2 separate regions of the Neogale vison genome follow, and region 2 is linked to region 1. A link is a contact called in public Hi-C data. All regions are on one chromosome and are shown on one strand. Each heading gives the region's core, a stretch centred on a gene start, on an enhancer-like site or on the middle of the called end of the contact. The rest is flanking DNA. Distances are from core to core; before and after follow the strand shown. Region 1 overlaps SMAD3 (mothers against decapentaplegic homolog 3). Region 2 holds the start of SMAD3 (mothers against decapentaplegic homolog 3).

What was found. A called contact is a pair of places that touch in the nucleus more often than the background predicts.
Region 2: a contact with region 1 is called in a Hi-C map of tongue, with 3 times the contacts expected there. The contact joins the promoter of SMAD3 here to the enhancer-like site in region 1. A contact is called at or near these places in 3 of 3 Hi-C or Micro-C datasets (fibroblasts, muscle and tongue).

The regions. Positions count from the first base shown.
Region 1 is chr13:99,720,056-99,723,401 of ASM_NN_V1, reverse strand. It overlaps SMAD3 (mothers against decapentaplegic homolog 3), which reads left to right. Exons shown (of 9, transcript XM_044231368.1): 9 at 2,016-3,346. The coding sequence ends at 2,139. Among named protein-coding and RNA genes, the nearest start is that of AAGAB, 62 kb to the right of the region's middle. Within about 2 kb of position 1,376, the one cell type or tissue checked has open chromatin away from gene starts, as enhancers often do. A contact at or near this core is called in fibroblasts, where this site is marked.
Region 2 is chr13:99,831,936-99,835,276 of ASM_NN_V1, reverse strand. It overlaps SMAD3 (mothers against decapentaplegic homolog 3), which reads left to right and starts at 2,017. Exons shown (of 9, transcript XM_044231368.1): 1 at 2,017-2,427. The coding sequence starts at 2,222.

The sequences.
Region 1 (3,346 bases), core at 127-2,626:
GGAGAGAAGATTTGGGTAGTCAAAAAGGAACAGAGTTTACTCGCTAAGAAAGGAGTTTTATTTATTTATTTTTTCAGAATTTCAGATACTGGTTTAAACATAGCCCTGGTCAGGTCTACCTGGTCTCTTCTGTTGAATCTCCCAGAGCATTCTGCTTTGGGTTTGGCGAAGCTGGTCCCTTTTCTTTCCACGCCTAGACTGGAGGGTGTGAGGGCCAGAGCCCTGTGGCCCTCCGGCCCCCAGCTGCTGTGGCAGACGCAGAGGAGCCCGCGAGGCAGCCTGGGCCAGTGCCTTGCGAGTGACTGCCCCCTTCTCTTCATTTTTCCAGATGTTTGGAATCCATTTTGTTTTGTAGTCATTCTGCACCCAGGCCAAACCCATTTCAGTATTGGCTCTGGGCCACCGTTTGTAATGAAATCCAGATGAGCATGACTTATGGAAAGTCAGATTCTCATTAGAGGATTTCGGTCCGTAAAGTCCTCTCTTATTTACCGTATTTGAGCTGCTATTCCCTGTGTCTGCCCCACAGGCCCAGGGAACACAGCACCTTGGTCTGGGGAGGGAGGGGGCGTCTCTGTAAAATCCAGGATGAGTGACTAACCGAGTAATGAAAGTAGTCAGGCCTCTCAGGAGAACTTACAGCCCAGTTATGACAGCCTGAGGAGATGAGCCCAGGCCCGAGGGCCCAGCCCAAGAGAGATTTTAGCCCACATTTTGGTCCCGGCTGAAATCATTTATGGGACCAGAGTGAAAGGTTACAAAATTAGTATTTTTCTTTCAGTGGGGAAGGGAACTACTTAGCTGGACACCAATGGAAAAGAGCCAGATAGAAGTCCTTTTGCTCTTCCTACACCCAGACTTCTCAGAGGACTGTACTCAGGCATTTCAGGTCAGAGAGGCACCCTGGGGTCCACAAGCCCATCTAGAAACCTCCAGCCTGGGCCAAGCAAGGAGGGCAATGGCCTCGAGCTAAAAGCCCTCAAGCTTGCACACCACAGTGGCCCTCCAGCTCCCAAGTGCTGGGAGGAGGTCCCTTGGTGGTGGAAGCCTTTCCCTAGGGGCACTGTGTCACCATGTGGGACATGCTGCCAGCACGTGGGGTCCTGTGTGGCCTACCGCGTCACTGCCACCTGGCAGCCCCACAGAGCTGCCTAATGGGCGGGTGCGGCCCCTTCCCAGAACAGTCTTGCCCTCCTTCTGCCTCTTGGGCCAAAGAGAGAGTAAGGTTTCATCCCTCCTGTCAGATGGCCAACAGCGGGGAGGGCCCCGGGCCCAGGCCTCTCACCTCCAGCTGGCACAAGCGCCTCCGGCCTCAGCAGATAGCCTTTGCTCACTGGAGGCCTTTGGGAGCTCGCCTGTGGGCTGCGTCATCAACCAGCCTGAATTTAGACAAAGTGCTTTGGGGAAAAGAAACGTGTGGTGTGCCTTGGTTTTTTCCAGTAATTGTTCCATGGCTTGCTCAGCTTGTAAGATTTTCCAAAATAAGGCCATAGATGGGAATTATATCAGCACATTGGGAACTGATGGCATGTAGATTCTGTCGGCGCTGTGCAGAAAACACCCCTCCATCAGACAGACACACGTCATCAGGGCCTGCTGGGACCGGACCTGGCCCTGGAGCTGAGGCTGCCCATTCAGGACAGATGGGACCCAGGGAGACCTTGGTTCAGGCTGGAAGTTCTTTATGGGGGGGCCTGTCACAGAAATGGGTGGACAAGTAGGATACCCTGGAATTTGCCTCACACATTTAATCCTTGAAGGGCTATTTCCTTACCTGGCGAGAGAACCTGATTTGTTCAAGGCTCTTTCTTCCTGGTTGGAGGAGTTTGCCCAGGAAGTCTCAGCAAGTCATTGGATCCTCCTCTAGAGCAGGGTCTAGGAAGCCGCCATGGGCCTATCTCTGGCTCTGGCTAGAGGACTCTCATCAAAGCAGGAAGAGGTGTTCTGACTTGTATGTGTGTCCTTCTGCTCCTTTTTGAAGTCTCCCAGCCCACCCCTCTCCCTATGTCTTGCAGGAGACAAACGGTGACCAGCACCCCCTGCTGGATTGAGCTGCACCTGAATGGGCCTTTGCAGTGGCTTGACAAGGTCCTCACTCAGATGGGCTCCCCAAGCATCCGCTGTTCCAGTGTGTCTTAGAGACACTGGGTGTGAAGGGGGAGGGTGGGGGGAGGGTGGGCTTTGGGGGGAAAGGCCGCATAGGAGGAGAAAATTGGAACTCACTATTGTCAATGAAGAAGAAATTTTTTCCCTCAATCAAAGCGGCACTGACCTGTTTTCCAAAACGCAAAAGCAAACCCAGAGATGGATTTTCTGAACAGCTGTGTCTGCCAAACACATGTGCCCTCTGGCCCCCGTTTGCAGGGCAAGAAATGGCTTCTGCTCTGGCGGCTTGAGCAAACAGGTAGTAGTTCACCACCTGCCCCCTCCTCCCAGCCCCCTTCGGATTTAATGACAGCAATCTGGGATGTCACTGTCCAACAGGAAATGGCCCTGGGTTCCGGACTGGAGTGTGAGACTCACCTTGGGTGTTCTAGGTGGGACAGAGCCTGCAGGGGTGGGAGCGAACCTCATGCCTAGCCCTCTGGCGCTTGTGACCAGTGCTTCAGCTGAGCATTCCTGAGCCCCAGCACTCCAGCAGACCCTGCACCCGAGGAGCCGGATTGACTTGGGGTGGGGAGGGGGGCGCATCTGTCCCCTTTCCTCTGACAGCGTCCCGAGAAGGGTGAGCCAGCGTGCTCAGAACATGCGCTCGCGGACAGTGGGGAAAAGTGGACGAGACCCCTCCTCTCAAATTTGTCCTTTCTCACTTGGAACAGTTGGGAGATCTGCTGAGACTCAGCGCTTATACAATGTATATTTTCTCTTCTCGCGTTAATCTCAGAGATTTGAAGCACGTGAGATGGTCACGTGAGGCAGGAGGCAGTTGTCGCATCAGTGGGGTCTGAGCAGAGGCGACGCTCCATTCCGTGGGTCTGCAAGAGCTCACTTGCTATTCTCATGCATCCGGCTCTCCTGGTTTACGTAGTCAGTTGCATTAATTAAATGAGCTTTGTCGTATGCTCGTTTAAATGTTTATTTTCTATTAAAAAATCCTGGGTTGGCACATTGACGGGGAAATCAGCATTGTGGGGGGGCTGGCAACCTCTCTCTCTCAAGGTGAAGCTTTTCCAGGTTTTGTTGAGAAGACACCTGCCAGCACTTCTGGAAACTGAAATTAACAGAAGCAAATGCAACCGAAGGGAAAAAAAAATCTCAGGCCAACACAGGCAAATGAAAAAGGGCTATTAAATTTTTTTTAACACCTTGGAAAATTGGAGCCTTGGAGCACAGAGGTGTGCCGTCT
Region 2 (3,341 bases), core at 768-3,267, 110 kb before region 1:
GAGGCACAGGGATATCTTCCCTGGGGGTGCCGTTCTGAGGATTAAAGCAGAAAGCAGCATTTGGGTTACCTGGAATGAAGAAGGCCACCAATTCATGTTGACTGTTGTTTCCTTTTCTTTCTTTCTCTCTCTCTTTTTTTTCTGATGAGGGCTGGGAGGAACAAAATGAAACCTCACACTACAGGGACCGCAGGTGACCTGAGGTCTAGCCAGGAAAGGGAAAGCCCCACTTGGGGTTCAGGGGTTCTCAGGGCCAAGCGGCAGGGGAGTTAGGAGGGGAGTGTGAAGAACACGGCCGTTCCCGGCAGCTGATGGGCCTGTGGGAGGCCATTCTCTCCAAGGCAGGGACCCCTGCAGCTACCCGGCGGATTTTGTGGATTGGGCCACACCTCACAGAGCTTTGTAACTCCCCACCCGCTAGCGGATAACGTCTTTCTCACCGGGTGGGGGGGGTTTCCTGCTGTTAAAAACAAACAAAGGCTGTAGACACCCGGCTAGAGGCCTGGCAGGGGAGGGGCAGCAGGAGAAAAGGCCAGAGGGTCTGGAATAACTCCCGACCGCAACTGTAGGGTTTGCGCCTAGAAGGCCCCGAATTCTGCTGGTGGGGAGACAATCCCCAGGCGCCCCCGTGTCTTGGGGTTTCTTTGCTTCCCACCGAGCCTAAGTTTGAATACAGAAACCTCCCGAGTACTCCCCCTCTGCCCCACTTTCTGCGAGTTCACAGCTTTGGAAACAAAGCTTTCTCCTAGTTTTGGGGGTGTCGAATTTCGGATTTTTTTTGTATCCTAAGACTGCAAACACCCAGTAATGTAATCTCCCCTCCCCCCCCAAGATAAATTCGAAAGCGCCCCCATTCATTCCTTCATGAACTCAACAGATGTCTTTTGAGGCCCATTTTCTGCCCGGGACTTGATTCACAAGGCCCAAGGGACCCCAGGCTCCGGCTATTATCCAGGGAGTCTCATGGATCCTCAAATCTCCATCCCCCCATCCCAACTCTCTCCTTCGCACACAGGCTCGGGGGGGGCTCTCAGCCGGTGTGATCTCACCGAGGAGAGAATAAAAAAACAATAAACAAAACCCCAACCTCAACAACAAAAACAGCTCCAGGGACTCCGGCGCCTCCAAAGCACCTGGCCGGCATCAGCCCGCGCACATCCAAGAGCGCGCCCCGACTTCCTGGGCCTCACGCTTCCGCGCACCCTTTCTCGGACCCGGGTGCCCTCATGGGTGCGCCGCCAGCCTCCGGCCGGAGAGCGCTCGCTAGCTGCCAGTCTGGCCCTCTCCAGCCCGACACTGCAACGGAGCTTCCTGAGTGTGGGTGCAGAGAGTGGACGCCACGGCAAGAGCCCGGCCCTCCCCTCTCGCCGCTGGGTTCCCACGACTTCCTCCCGGCGCCCGCCCGACTAGAGGTCCGGGCCGCGCGGGGTCCTGCGCGCACCAGGCAGGGCCGCTGCCGGACGGGGTCGCCCACGTGGGCGTGCTCTGCGCGGGGAGGGGGAAGGCCGGGCGCCCTCCCGGAGGCTGGGGGTGGGCAAGGCGCCCGGGGGCGGAGGCGGCGGGGCGCGGGGGAGGAGGCGGGGAGCCCCGGCGGCGAGGGGGCGGTGACAGCGCTTGGAAAGGAGGCTGCACGCGGATTTGCATGAAACACAGACTGGGAGCGGGCGGGAGCGGGAGAGGGAGCGGGAGCGGGAGCGGGAGCGCGGCGCACGCCCCGGGCCGGCCCAGCGAGCGAGCGAGCGAGCGAGCCGGGAAGGAGGAGGGGAGCGGGGAAGCGAGGCTGCCTAGGCGGAGGGATCTGCGCATCAAAGCGAGCGAGGCGAGCAAAGTTTGGCTGGGGGGTTGGACTTTCCTTCCTGGAGGCGGCACCCAAACAGCTACCCCGTGCGGAAACCCAAACTTTCTTCTGCCACTCTGAGTCTCGCGGCCGCCGCCTCCGCCCGGCGTTCGGGGCCTTCCCGACCCGGCGCCGCTGTCGGCTGTCCGCCCGCCTCCCCCGCCGCCCTCCTTCCCGCCGCGGGAACCGCTCGGGGCGCAGGGCCGCGCGCCGAGCCCCGCTGGCTGCAGCGCCGCGGCCCGGCCGGGAGCACGGGCAAGTTCGCGTTCGCCGGGAGTTGGGGCGAAGTTTGGGCGGCCGAGCTCCCCTCTGCGCCCTCTCGGCGACCCATCGCTCCCAGCCCCGCCGGGGGCGCCCCTCGCCGCCCGCGCGCCCTCCCCAGCCATGTCGTCCATCCTGCCCTTCACCCCCCCGATCGTGAAGCGCCTGCTGGGCTGGAAGAAGGGCGAGCAGAACGGGCAGGAGGAGAAGTGGTGCGAGAAGGCGGTCAAGAGTTTGGTCAAGAAGCTCAAGAAGACGGGGCAGCTGGACGAACTGGAGAAGGCCATCACCACGCAGAACGTCAACACCAAGTGCATCACCATCCCCAGGTGGGGGGCCCTAGCGACCCGGGGGGCGCGCCCGCCCAGACCCCTGGCATGGCGGGGCCGGTCGGGTGGGGTTGGAGCTAAAGGGCTCGTGTGTGTATGTGTGTGTGTAAGGGGGAGGCAGAGGGAGCGCGGTCCGGAAGAGGCTGGTGGGGGGGACCCCAAACAAAACCTTCTCTGAATTTGCAAAGATTCAGAGCCTGGGGCTTCCACGGGGCACTCTCACTTCCAGACCTCACATTCATGTTTCACCTCCGCGAAAGGGGGGTGCTGCTGGAATTGGCAGCCCCCACTCCGGGGAGCTGCGGGCTAGAAGTTGAGGCCCGCTTTGTTCAGCTCCGCGGGCCGGAGCCCCTCCTCCGCCGCCGCCTCCCGCCCCCGCGGCCCGCGCTCGTGGAGGTGGTGGTGTCTCTCCCTTTCTTTCCTTCAGTCCTGTCCCCCCACTTCTTTCCTCTGCAACAGGAATGCAGTCCGTACAGCTGGGGCTGTGGGTGAGGAGCGGGAGCCTCGTGATTGACAGATTCCTTCTTCGTTCTCTCTTTGCCTTCGGGATTAGCATTTTTATCCAGTATTTTTAGACTCGGTTGTGCCAGTCTCCCGCCCCCTCCGCACACACGCACTTTAGTTGCCGCGCAGTGCTTTCAAATGAGAGACAAGTGGCAGAGGTTAGGGTCTTCTCTTCTCCCCCTTCCCCGACGATTGTTTTGTCCAGCTTTCAGCCTGAGATTGCGGGCTGATGGAGGAGAGAACGAGCTTCGAGCTGATCAGATAACAACGCACCCCAAAGTGGGCCTCGCATCGGCCCTCGCATTCCTGCAGAGCCCTCCTTCCCAAAGCGCTTTGCCATCTGTCTGGACCTCCTTTCTCCTCCGCATCGCGCTAGTTAGGTCAGGCGGGAGCTCACAGATGGCTGATGG